Linked DNA regions of Mus musculus: regions 2, 3 and 4 are each linked to region 1. Evidence: chromatin contacts called from public Hi-C, HiChIP or PLAC-seq and promoter capture Hi-C data. All regions are on one chromosome and are shown on one strand. Each heading gives the region's core, a stretch centred on a gene start, on an enhancer-like site or on the middle of the called end of the contact. The rest is flanking DNA. Distances are from core to core; before and after follow the strand shown.

The links. Promoter capture Hi-C pulls out the DNA fragments that hold promoters and counts their contacts. Hi-C and Micro-C count contacts between places; a contact is called where the count stands out from the background. HiChIP or PLAC-seq counts read pairs in DNA pulled down with a chosen protein or histone mark.
Region 2: an H3K4me3 HiChIP or PLAC-seq map of embryonic limb bud shows a contact between it and region 1, with 4 times the contacts expected there. The contact joins the enhancer-like site here to the promoter of 5830454E08Rik in region 1. A contact is called at or near these places in 6 of 39 promoter capture datasets (the 3T3-L1 cell line, cranial neural crest, epiblast stem cells and 3 more) and 5 of 115 datasets of contacts at active chromatin or transcription factors (embryonic basal ganglia, embryonic limb bud, embryonic stem cells and 1 more).
Region 3: a Hi-C map of the G1E-ER4 cell line shows a contact between it and region 1, with 4 times the contacts expected there. The contact joins the promoter of Slc25a38 here to the promoter of 5830454E08Rik in region 1. A contact is called at or near these places in 7 of 39 promoter capture datasets (the HPC-7 cell line, embryonic stem cells, erythroid cells and 4 more), 22 of 484 Hi-C or Micro-C datasets (CD4 T cells, the G1E-ER4 cell line, bone marrow and 13 more), 10 of 115 datasets of contacts at active chromatin or transcription factors (effector CD8 T cells, embryonic forebrain, embryonic stem cells and 7 more) and 3 of 9 other capture datasets (adipose tissue, liver and pancreatic islet).
Region 4: a contact with region 1 is called in a promoter capture Hi-C map of liver, with 4 times the contacts expected there. The contact joins the enhancer-like site here to the promoter of 5830454E08Rik in region 1. A contact is called at or near these places in 2 of 39 promoter capture datasets (both in liver) and 5 of 115 datasets of contacts at active chromatin or transcription factors (embryonic basal ganglia, embryonic stem cells, pancreatic cancer cells and 1 more).

What each region holds. Positions count from the first base shown.
Region 1 is chr9:120,575,981-120,578,700 of GRCm38.p6, forward strand. 5830454E08Rik (RIKEN cDNA 5830454E08 gene) reads left to right here and starts at 1,351. Exons shown (of 1, transcript NR_073359.1): 1 at 1,351-2,093.
Region 2 is chr9:121,036,817-121,039,536 of GRCm38.p6, forward strand. All of the region lies in intron 35 of Ulk4 (unc-51-like kinase 4), which reads right to left. Among named protein-coding and RNA genes, the nearest start is that of Gm34945, 61 kb to the left of the region's middle. Within about 2 kb of position 1,340, at least 24 of the 459 cell types and tissues checked have an H3K27ac peak or open chromatin away from gene starts, as enhancers often do. A contact at or near this core is called in embryonic limb bud, where this site is marked.
Region 3 is chr9:120,108,969-120,111,688 of GRCm38.p6, forward strand. Slc25a38 (solute carrier family 25, member 38) reads left to right here and starts at 1,414. Exons shown (of 7, transcript NM_144793.2): 1 at 1,414-1,604. The coding sequence starts at 1,476.
Region 4 is chr9:120,892,269-120,894,988 of GRCm38.p6, forward strand. No RefSeq gene overlaps it. Among named protein-coding and RNA genes, the nearest start is that of Gm51664, 9.8 kb to the right of the region's middle. Within about 2 kb of position 1,398, at least 16 of the 459 cell types and tissues checked have an H3K27ac peak or open chromatin away from gene starts, as enhancers often do. A contact at or near this core is called in liver, where this site is marked.

The sequences.
Region 1 (2,720 bases), core at 101-2,600:
TTTGCACTGAAATGCTGGTGGTTAAGAACTTAGCACCTGGAACTGGCTTTACTGGTATAGCCTGAGGTAAGGGGACAGGGGAGGAGGGGACTGAAATCAAGGACAACAGTGCCTGGGAGCCAGCAGTTTCAAAAGCATGGTTACTTCAGTGAGGTATTTGGTGATTGGTTTTCAGGGGTATTTATGAAGGATTTCTTAGCGTTGGGACTGCTGTGGACTTGATAACTTTCAGGAAACAAGGTCTCACTTTGCTTTTCTGGCTTCTGAGCTCCAGGGGCCTGACTGACTTTCTTCTTTCTTTCTTCCTTTCTTTCTTTCTGCCTGTCTGTCTGTCTGTCTGTCTGTCTTTTGTTTTCGAGACAGGGTTTCTCTGTATAGCCCTTGCTGTCCTGGAACTCACTTTGTAGAACAGGCTGGCCTCAACTCAGAAATCTGCCTGCCTCTGCCTCCCAAGTGCTGTGATTAAAGGCGTGCACCACCATTGTCCGCCTCCAGGGGACTTCATGCTTTAGCCTCCAGCATAGGCCATCAACCACCACACACCTTGAACATTGTCTGAGGTAGGGCTTCTGGTTCCTGTCTAGGCCTTTGTAGTGCTAGCATTACAGATAAGTACCATCGTGTCCAGTAAGAAATAAGCTTTTCCTACCTTATCATTTTTACTGCTTTACCATTTTAAAGTTTGGGGTTTTATGCAAATGAGTTTTGCCAGCATATTAGGTCTGTGCCTCATTGTGGTGTCTGAGAATGTTGGGTCCCTTAGAATAGGATTGTGAGCCACCATATGGCTGTTAGAATTGAGTCTTGGCCCTTTGCAAGAGCAACAGGTGTTATTAACTGCTGAGTCTATGAAAATACTTTTCAGGATGATTTGTGTCTTTGTGGGTATATGCTGTGAGTGCAGGGTCAGGCAGTCCAGAAGAGGCCGTTAGATTTCTGGTGCTCAGTTGAGCCACCTGGTGCTGAGAAGTGACCGGCTAAGCTAATTTTCCGGCCGTATCAGCATGAGAAACTGCACACTGATGTCCAATCTTTATTTGTGGGGGTGTGATTTTTTTTTTTTCCCCAATCAATGTTGCTATTTAAAATTGGTACCAGAGAGATCGCTCAAGCGAATTTGTATAATTTCTGCCCGGAGCGGGCAACGCTTACCACCTGCTGCCCAGATGCGCACGCACCCAAACGTCTCAAAGCGCACCTCTCAGATCTTCAGAGCAGATGCGCGGGAGTCTGCGCAAGTGCGCAGGCGCCCTGAGCCACATCAAACCCCTCCTACTCCGCTGGACCGACAAGTGGTGGGGCGGTGTTATCACCGAGATGAGGCCTCCGGAACTCCTAGAGCGGCCGGAGTGCGCTCGCGCTTCCGGGTCGGGGCTTGGCCCTGTAGATAGTTCGGGCGAGTCGGACGTTGACTTACTGCGCCCGGTGCTGGGTCAGAAGTGCAACCTTCCTTCAGCGTTCCCAGCCTGCCACGAGTGGACAATCCGATGTTGCCCCCCCCTCCGTGCCCAGGGACGCATTGGGCCCCAGGAGGCGTCCCCGGGGCGCGGAGCATCATTTCTGTCCCCTCGCCGTCAGACACTCGTGCCTTGTAAGCGCGCAGTCTGCAGAGTGGAGACCTGCGTGGGAGGCAGGAAGACTTTGGATGGGGATGTCCGAGGAGGTTGGGGTGTCACAGTGGGAGATACGGAACCCACGCACCACAGGAGGCTATATTGGGAGTGGTGAGGCTTACGTTGCAGATGCTAGTGGAAGAAAGGAGAACCATGCCAGAACATCCCGTGAGTGTCTGCAAACGAGAGTCACCTGCTGAAGTTAGGAAGTTCATTATTGAGCTGGTTCTGGTGTCCGTTGCTAGTAGGATATGCTGAAGAGGCAGAAGCAGGAATATCAGGAGTTGAGGCCAGCCTGGGTTACACCTTGTGTTGGAGTACCTTCTGCTCTTCCAGAGGAACAAAGTTTGGTTCCCAGAGTCCCTGCGGAGTATTTCACAACCTCCTATCACTCCAGGTTCTTCCAGGGATCTCTGGGAGTACCTGAGTTTGTGTGGCGGACATTGACCACATTCATCCATTAAAACAAACTAAAACGTGTTGAAGAGTTTGCTTCATTCATTGTGGTCGTATTGTCAAGAGACCAGTATTCAGTGTGCGAATTTTCTTTCACTTCCCATACACTTATTTGTGTGTGTATACAGACGTGTGTGCCACAGAGGGTGTGTGGAGGTCACATGACTACCTTCAAGCATCAACTCTTCCACCGTGTGGGTTCAAGAGATGGAACCCAGGTAGTCAGGCTATGCAGCAAGTAACTTTACTCACTGAACCTTCTGGAGGAGGGGAGGGGCTGAGAACGAGGTTTGCTGTGACCTGAGGCTTGTGAGTGCCTTCCACAGACACTTTTGAGAGTTGAGTCTTCTTTTTTGAACTCTTGTCATGCGAACACACACACCATGTTTACACCTGAGGTGGCCTCGTTACCACACGGGTGGAAAAACCTTGGACTTGTTACGCACTTGATTTAAATCAGTTTTTTGGTCACTAAACTCAGAAGATGTTTGCTGTTGCTTTTGTGACTCACATTTAGTTCTGTGACTCCATTGGGGTCAGACCCATAGTTATAAAGATGTTCTTTCTAGGAAGCCAGAACACGCAAACTCTTTGAAGAGAGCTGGCTTTCTCGAGAGACAGGGACATATGGTTTGTAAAGCACTGACTTTT
Region 2 (2,720 bases), core at 90-2,589, 460 kb after region 1:
AGGCGGCTACTTTAGCTGCTGAGAGTCTCGTGGTCCAGGGCTGAGACTCCTCGGAAGCTTCCTGGGGCACCTGTTTCCTGCCTGTGGTGGACTAGGCTCCTCAGTCCTAAACACTCTCTCAGGCCAGTGCTGTCTATTAGAGACCTCTCAACCTGGTGCTTTCCTGTTGTCAGTGTCGTTTCACACTCTGACTCATTTTTATAGCTATATTAGTTTGTGATGTGTGCATGTGTGTATTTGGACATGCAGCAGGACACCACACCCTCTTATCCCTTTTGCCCTCCTCACCCTTGACACACACATTCCCCTCATCTCCTTGCCAGGCTTCCCAAGTTAGCTAAGCTCTTTTCTCTTTTTCTTTTTGGCGTTTCAATTTGTTAAAAACAAAAAACAAACAAGCCAAAAACCCCATGTGTCATTAAACTTAACATCTCACAGTATACAACTTAATGCTGCCCAGGAACTCCACGCTCTTTCCACCGTCTCCACATCAATTCCAGAAAACCCCATCAGCTCAGAAAGCCAGGCACGCCCACCAGCGGGCAGATACAGCGCCCATACTGCAGCTCCTGGTATCTCGTTCTGCAGCTTTATAGATTTTTCAGGATATTGTTACCCAGCCCCCACCTTCTATGTGACAAGAGCCAGGCAGTCGGGCTTCTGAGTTTGACTTTAATTAACCACCTACTGCTTCCGAGATCCATCTATAAAGCTTTTCACTTCCGACGGCCAACTGATGGGCTACTACGTGGACATACCATGCTGCATCTACCCATCCGCCAACAGGTTTGTGTTGTGTGCTGTGTCCTTTGGGCTCCTGAACAGTGCATCTGGGGACTTAATGCACAGAGTGTCTGCTTATTGCACAACACAAGACTCTTCTATAAGAACTTTGAAAAACGTATTTTTCCGTAAATCCAACTTTTCAGTAATTCAGGTTAACGTTACTCTTATACCTCTAAAGTGTATGACATTGGTATATTCTTCAGACCGGCCTAAGATCTTCAAACATCTTGGTGGAATGAACTAAGGAGACACCCTGTGTTAACTGACAGTCGACAGTAAATATGATGGTCTTGACAACGTGCTGAGGCCGCATCTGTGAGCAGTTTCTACAGAGTCACAACAGGAGTCTTGCTCTTAAGAACACCTGAGAATATGCTTCGTTCGGTTACCGTGGCAGTCAGGAGACAATGCTTTTTATACTGGATTAAAAACTGCCCAGGCTGTAAAGAGAATTAAAAAATCCACTTTGCCGCCTGCTCTGGAGTGGAGCCCTTAGAAAGGGATTGTCTCCATTACATTTTCATCAGAGACCAGCAAGGAAAGTGCAGCCTGTTGTTACAGTGCCTGGGAGGTAATGACTTCCAGGTTGCTAAGCAACGCCACAATGTTAAAGGCCCAAGTATCTGTGATCTCTAGAGACACTCAAATTTCATTAAAACCTGCCCATACCCATCACACAAAAGGCCTTTTAGGAGTTCATAACCAGCCTTGGGTTCTGGACATAATAGTGATTTTTTTTTAAGTGGCATCAAAACTTCTGTGGTACTTAAAAATCAAATATTCTAGAGCTGCGATTAATACGATCTGTTTCTAGCTCCTGCTCCTAGAGAGACAGCAAGTGCTACTGGTTTAGCATAAATAAAAGTAGTGTCCTGAACAAAACCCGTGTTGAGTGGCACTTTGAGAGCCTCTTTGAAGCAGGGATGAACATACGCCATGAATAAAGCAGAGGGAGAGGCACAGGTGACATGGGGCAAGGGCCCAGCACCATTGAGTGAGTCAGGAAGGAGTGGGGAGCAGCAGTCGCTCAGCTGGGATAGAAGCCATGGTGCCATGGGGCACAGTCTTGGAACACTCTGGAAATGGACCCTTTAGGAGGACATTTGGAGGAGCTAACTCCCAAAGCAGGGCAGCTTCAGTGGGGTCCTAGCAATGACTTTAAGAGTGCTATCCCTAGAAGGCTGGGCCTGGATATCTGACTTGATCTATGTTTATCCCAAGCCCTTCAACTATGGGTCCTGAGAGCACATGGAGCCGTGGAACTGGAAGTCAGAGGTCAGAGGAAAGCTGGTGAGGAACTGGCTTCCTGAGGCTTGATGCCAAATTGTCTCGAATCCCGTACGGAGTGAAGCTGGGAGTGGGGTAGGGGTCTTCCCCAGGAAAGAGCACACCAACTGGATGTCCCTTGCCAAGTGGTCAGTTCTGAAAACATACGTGCAGGTAACATGCTATGGATTCAACAGGTTATGTTTGGGAATATATATGTAATACAAAAATGTATGCATGCAATACAGTGAAAAAGAGGCCAAGAATTTGGGGGAGAGTAGGGAGGGGTACACGCGAGGATTCAGGGGGAGGAAAGGGAGAAGTGTTAAAATCAAATTATTACAATCTCAAAAAACCAAACCAAACACACCATGCAGTGCCTCAGGAATGGGGCGTTTGCAGCACTGCCTGTGGCGCATCGCTGCCGATGCTGAGGCCTTGGCTGTGCCGTGTGCCATGTGCAGTGTGAATGTGTGCAGTGTGCACACTGTCTCGTCACACAGCCTCTTGTGCTGCATGGAGCTCCTGGGAAAAGCCACGGCAAACACAGACTCAGCGTGTCAGGATCAAATTGGCCCATCTTGGGATTGTCTTACATTAGAATATTTGGCTTTTAAAATTGCTGTTTGAGCTTCAAACACAATTCTTTAATGAATTCTAGCTTAAGA
Region 3 (2,720 bases), core at 164-2,663, 470 kb before region 1:
AGACTAGATCATCGGATTAGGCCTTTTTCTATTAAATAAAAAAGGGGGAGATGTGGGAAGCCAATAAACACCATTACAAGATGGCGCTGGTTTCAATAAGCTGACGCCCATGAATATGGGTAAACAACCAATGTGTGCATGTTCAGTAGAGTTTTTTTGCTGAGTCACGACCTGGCCCCGAGGCATGTAAATGAGGTACTGAAAGCATAACCAATTGGGTGTAGACATGCCTGTCCTAGGCCTATATAAGCAGCACTGGTTTTTTGGGCTCGGGGTCTTTCGCTTTTGCTTTCACTATCAAGCTCTCCCAATAAACGTGTGCAGAAGAATCCTGTTGTGGCGTCCTTCTTGCTGTCGAGTCGGGCGTCTACAAACACCTTTAATCCTAGCATTTGGGAGGCAGAGGTAGGTGGATTTCTGAGTTCAAGGCCAGCCTGGTCTACAGAGTGAGTTCCAGGACAGCCAGGGCTATATAAAGAAACCCTGTCTCAAGAAAAAAGAAAAACCTTGTCTTGAAAAACTAAACAACAGAACAAAATAAACATATAAAAAGCATAAAGACAAGGCTTGAGAGCCTGGGTTAGAGCACTTGTAGAGGACCTGAGGTTGGTTTCCAGCACCCAGACAGGGCAGCTCAGGACTGCCTGTGAGCTTCTGGCCTCTGCAAGAAGCTACATTCACACGTACATACCCACACATACAACTAAAAATAAGTCAGGCATGGTATACACGCCTTTAATCCCAGCACTTGGGATTAAAGAGGCAGGTGGAGCTCTACGAGTTCAAGGTCAGCCTGGTCTCCACACAGAGAGACACAGGGGTAGCTAGTGAGTTCCAGGTAGCCAGGGCTATACAGAGAAACCCTGTCTTGAAAAAATAAAAATAAAGAAAACAAAAAAGAAGAAATGTGAATTGTATTTTTAAAAATTTGTGTCTAAAGAGAAGGCATTCATCCTGCTTCAGTTCTTTTTCTTTTCTTTTCTTTCCTTTCCTTTTTCTTTTTCTTTTTGAGACAGGGTTTCTTTGTATAGCCCTGGCTGTCGTGGAACTCTGTAGACCAGGCTGGCCTTGAACTCAGAAATCTGCCCGCCTCTGCCTCCCAAGTGCTGGGATTAAAGGCGTGTGCCTCTACTGCCCGGCGGTCCTTCAGCTCTTAAATAAATTAAATACAATTAAAACTCAGCCAGTCACCCATTTCAAAAAGCGCTTTAAGAATAAATAAATAAATAAATATATTTAATAAGAAAAATATTTAAAAAAAAAAAAGCGCCGAGCAGAAGGCTCTGCAACTGAGAATCACGGACCCTGCAGTTTTAAGTGCAGCCACCAGGTGGCGATGAGATCTCGTCGCCGGATACGCTATGTCACCGGAAGCGGGATCTCACCTTTTTCCTTCTGCTTTCCCCTCCCCCGGAAACATCGAGCCGCTTGTCTCGGGTAATGAGACCTGAGGCCGGGCGGGCAGGCGGGGAGGGATGGGCGTGAGCGCGGAGCCCCGGAGCCTCTCAGTCGCCGGGGCCGGGCTCGCGTCCCCAGTGATCGAGAAGGCACGCTCGGCGCTGCTGCAGTCGCAGGATGTAGAGGACACGGTGGAGACGCTCATGGTGAGTTCGTGGGAGCAGGGGGACCGGGACGGGAGCGGCATTGTGGGGCAGGGGACAGTGCTTCGAGAACATTCTAGTTCTAGAATATTCTAACGGCAACTGATGAGAGCGCCTCGGGGCACCTCGAGCCGCCCGCCGCAGGACACCTTCCCTGACCGGCTTCCCTGCAGGCTTCTGCCTTAGCTTTCGGGGTTCACCAAGGCCACGCCCTTCCGTCGGGTTGGCTGCGCTGCCGGGCTGCCATTGGTGGAGACGGGGGCGGGGCGGGGCGGAGTCTCTTGCTGCCAACCATAAACGGAGGTGGGGCTGTGCAGGGCGGGCCCGGGCTGGGATGTGCCTCAGTGGGGCGAGGATGCATGGCTTTGGGGGATGAATATCTTTTAAAAATTCTTGTTTTTTTGAGTCGGGGCCTCACTGTGTTTCAGATAGGGCTGAAACTCGCTATTTAAACCAGGCTGGCTCCGAAGTGCTAAAGGAGTGTGCTCCCCTATGTCTGGAGCTTTTTGGAAGTCTTTAAAAGATAACCGCTGTGGCTCCCAGGACCATGTCTTTCAAAACTGCATACTTTTTTTCTCTCTGGCCCGCCATCTTTCCCTTTTTGATGTGTGTTGGACGTAGACATTTTGTTGTTTTTCTTTTTGCTGTGGGGTGGTAGAAATTGTGGTACTATTTGGCTGTTGAAATGCTGCTTACTCCCATCGTGTTTTGCGTAGTACGATTTGCTCATTGTGCTTTTAGTGTTTATTTTTATCTATGTGTGTTGGGGGTAGGTGCACAAGAGTGCAGATGCCGAAGAAGGCCAAAAGAGAACGTTGGTATCTCCTGGAGCTGGAGCTGTGAGCACCCCTTTCTGTATGGGTGCTGGGAACCTTATGGTCCCTCTGGAAGAATACACTTTGGACTAGTCTCTAGCCCTTACTGGTTGTTTTGATCTATTCTCACACTTAAAAAATTGGAATATTCAGCTTTCTTTAAGTCGTGTATAATAAGGTATGCTACTAAAATAAATCGAAACTTGAAGTTGGAGGTGTGGCCTTTCAGGAAAGCACCTTCGTCTCCATCACTATAAGAAAACTAAGCTCGCTGGGTGGTGGTGGCACACATCTTTAATCCCAG
Region 4 (2,720 bases), core at 148-2,647, 320 kb after region 1:
TGGGCTAGCCTCAAACTTGATAGGTAGCCAAAGATGTCCTTGAATTCCTAGCCATCCTAGGGCCTCTGTCCCCTGGGTGTTAAAATTACAGGCTTGTACCGCCATGTCCAGCTGATGTGGAGCTAGGAATGAACCCAGGGCTTCCAGCACACTTGGCAAGCACTCTACCAACTGAACTACACACCTAGTCTTTTTCTTTGTCTGTCTGTCTGTCTGTCTGTCTGTTTTTGAGACGTGGTATTGCTACATGGTCCATGCTGACCTTGAACCCCTTCCATCCTACACCTTTTAGGCTTCAACCTCCCTAGTGCTGGGATGACAGGCAACACTCCAGGCTCCTGGCTTCTTATTTTTATTCTAAACTATGGACTCTTGAAAGGTCAGGCTCTACATCTTCAACGCCACTCAGCAATCATAGTTGAACAGACTTGGCACAAAAGTCATCATGTTACTTGAATAAAGAAATAAAATTGATGGTCCAAATTCTTCCAAGTCTTATGAAATTTATGCTACATTTCTTCCATTTCAGGATTTTTTTTAAAAAAAGTTATTATTGTTAAAATGTATCATCCGGCAAAAGCAAACAGCTGCATTTAAAATTAAATAAAATAAAATAAAAGCTGTCGTTTGTTCTGGATCCCTAACTGCTCAGGTTCACGCTTGCTCCGACCACCTCTGTGATGCTTGTTGGATAAGATCAAGAGAGCAAAGGTGAAAACTCTACACACACACACACACACACACACACACACACACACACACCTGAAGCCGCAGGAAACCAACTATGGAGAGAGATCCTATTTTGTGGAGTCAGGGACGGCTGTGGGAGCCCAACTGGCCAACCTGGGCTAACCCCAGTGTGGAGAAATGAGTATCCACAGTCTATGCTCAGCCTCAGGACTTATCGAACTAATGTGAACTCTTGTTTTCCGGTTATAGAGCCTTAAGGTCCCACTGGGTAAATGGGGGAAACTGAAGCACCAAGCAGGATCAACCAGCAGTACTTGCCAGGACCCCAGGCAAAGGGGGAGCTAGTACTCACGCATTTGTTTGCCCTAAGCCCTCGGTTTTCTGTGGGGTTTTTTTTTGTTTGGTTGGTTGTTTTTTGTTTTTGTTTTTGTTTTTTTGTTTTTCCTGGAGAGGCTGAATGGGAACCTCCCAAACCTGCAAGTCCTGGCTTCTACTCAACGACTCGGACGCTGGGTATGAATCCATCCACATCCGTTATGGTGCACACCTGTGCGGGTGGGCGGTGTCCCTGCCTTCAGTTTGGGAGTTATACAATGTGCGGTGTCCACAAGTTGCACAAGTCCACTGAGCGAATCTGTCTGAGTCACTGAGGTGTTTGCAGGAGAAAGCTGCCTCCCCAGATGGCTCCTCCCACCAAGACTCTAGCCCCGCCTCCTGGGGGGCGGGCTGAATGCTTCCCTGACCTTAAATAGACATCAGTCTCAGAGGGTAGTGAGGGCTGAATCCTGGGAATTTGTTGCTGAGAACCTCCCACCTCCTATAGCTTAAAGCCCTGTGGAACCTCAAGCCTCGCTTTCAGTTAGCAAGTGCTCAGTAGGTGCTTGTACTCTTCCAGTATTGGATGGCATAGATTTTTCTGGAACCTTTCCAGCTCCACAGACGGGTCTCTTAGGTCACAAGGAGCTAAATCCTCAGAGTCGGCAGGCCATGGAGACACCTTTCCTCCACCTGTCACCCTAGCCCCTTCTGAAAGTGGCCAACAGTAAGTATTCATTGCAGTGTTCGTGCATAGTTCCTGCGTCAGCGAGGAAAGTGTGGGGGCAAGAAGGAAGTGGCTGCAGAGATGGAAGGGGCTGTGATTTATTACAGGAACGTTTGCTAGCTGGTAGAGAGCTTTCGTAGAACAAAACGCCCTTCCTCTGTCACCTGCCCGTGCCCTTGAAAACAAAGAAATGAATGGTGACAGGATGTACGGAATGGATGAAAGTCCATCCCCACCCGTGGCCCCTTCCCATGCATGACTCGTGTGTCCAGGCATTCACAGTGAGACAATTCAGCTGCACCAGAAGGCTGTTCAGTGAGGGGGAGGAAAAGAGTGTCTTTCAAAATGAAATGGCCAAAGCTTTAGAACTGGGAGCCTGGAGTTTCTGCAATCCAGTTCCCTCGCAGCGCGTATGGGGAAACTGAGGGCTATGCTAGTTAGTACCTGCCCCTTGGTCACACAGCCAGGCAGGAGCAATCTGGCCCTAACATTCTCTTGCCACCTAGAATTCAGTTCGGAAGGAGAGCGGACAATTCTGGGAATGGGAAGCTTGGGTGACCAGAGAGCCAAATTGAGGACAAGTTAATGAAAAACCAGAAGCGAAGTTCAACAGTATGTTAAGAGCAGTAGAAACCAACCAGGCTTCCGGTGAGAAGGAAAAGCTATCACGGTCTGAATATGTGTGTCCTACCAAAACTCACATGCTGAGCATCTATGGACAAGGTGACGACACCAATAGACAGGGCCTTGTGGAAAGAGTGTGAATGTCAAAAAGATGGAGCCTTCATGAATGAGAGTGAGTCCCTTGTGCATGAGTATCCTCCAAGCCAAGCAACTGCCATCTTGGGAAATTCACTTGTGCCCCTTGCAAAATAATCATCCTAGCTGAGATTCTTGGCCATTTACATCTCCTCATGGAGGAGTGGGGTGGGAGGGTCACAAGACCCTCTCCTGAGTATCCAGTGATCTCAGTATCTCCTGAGTATCC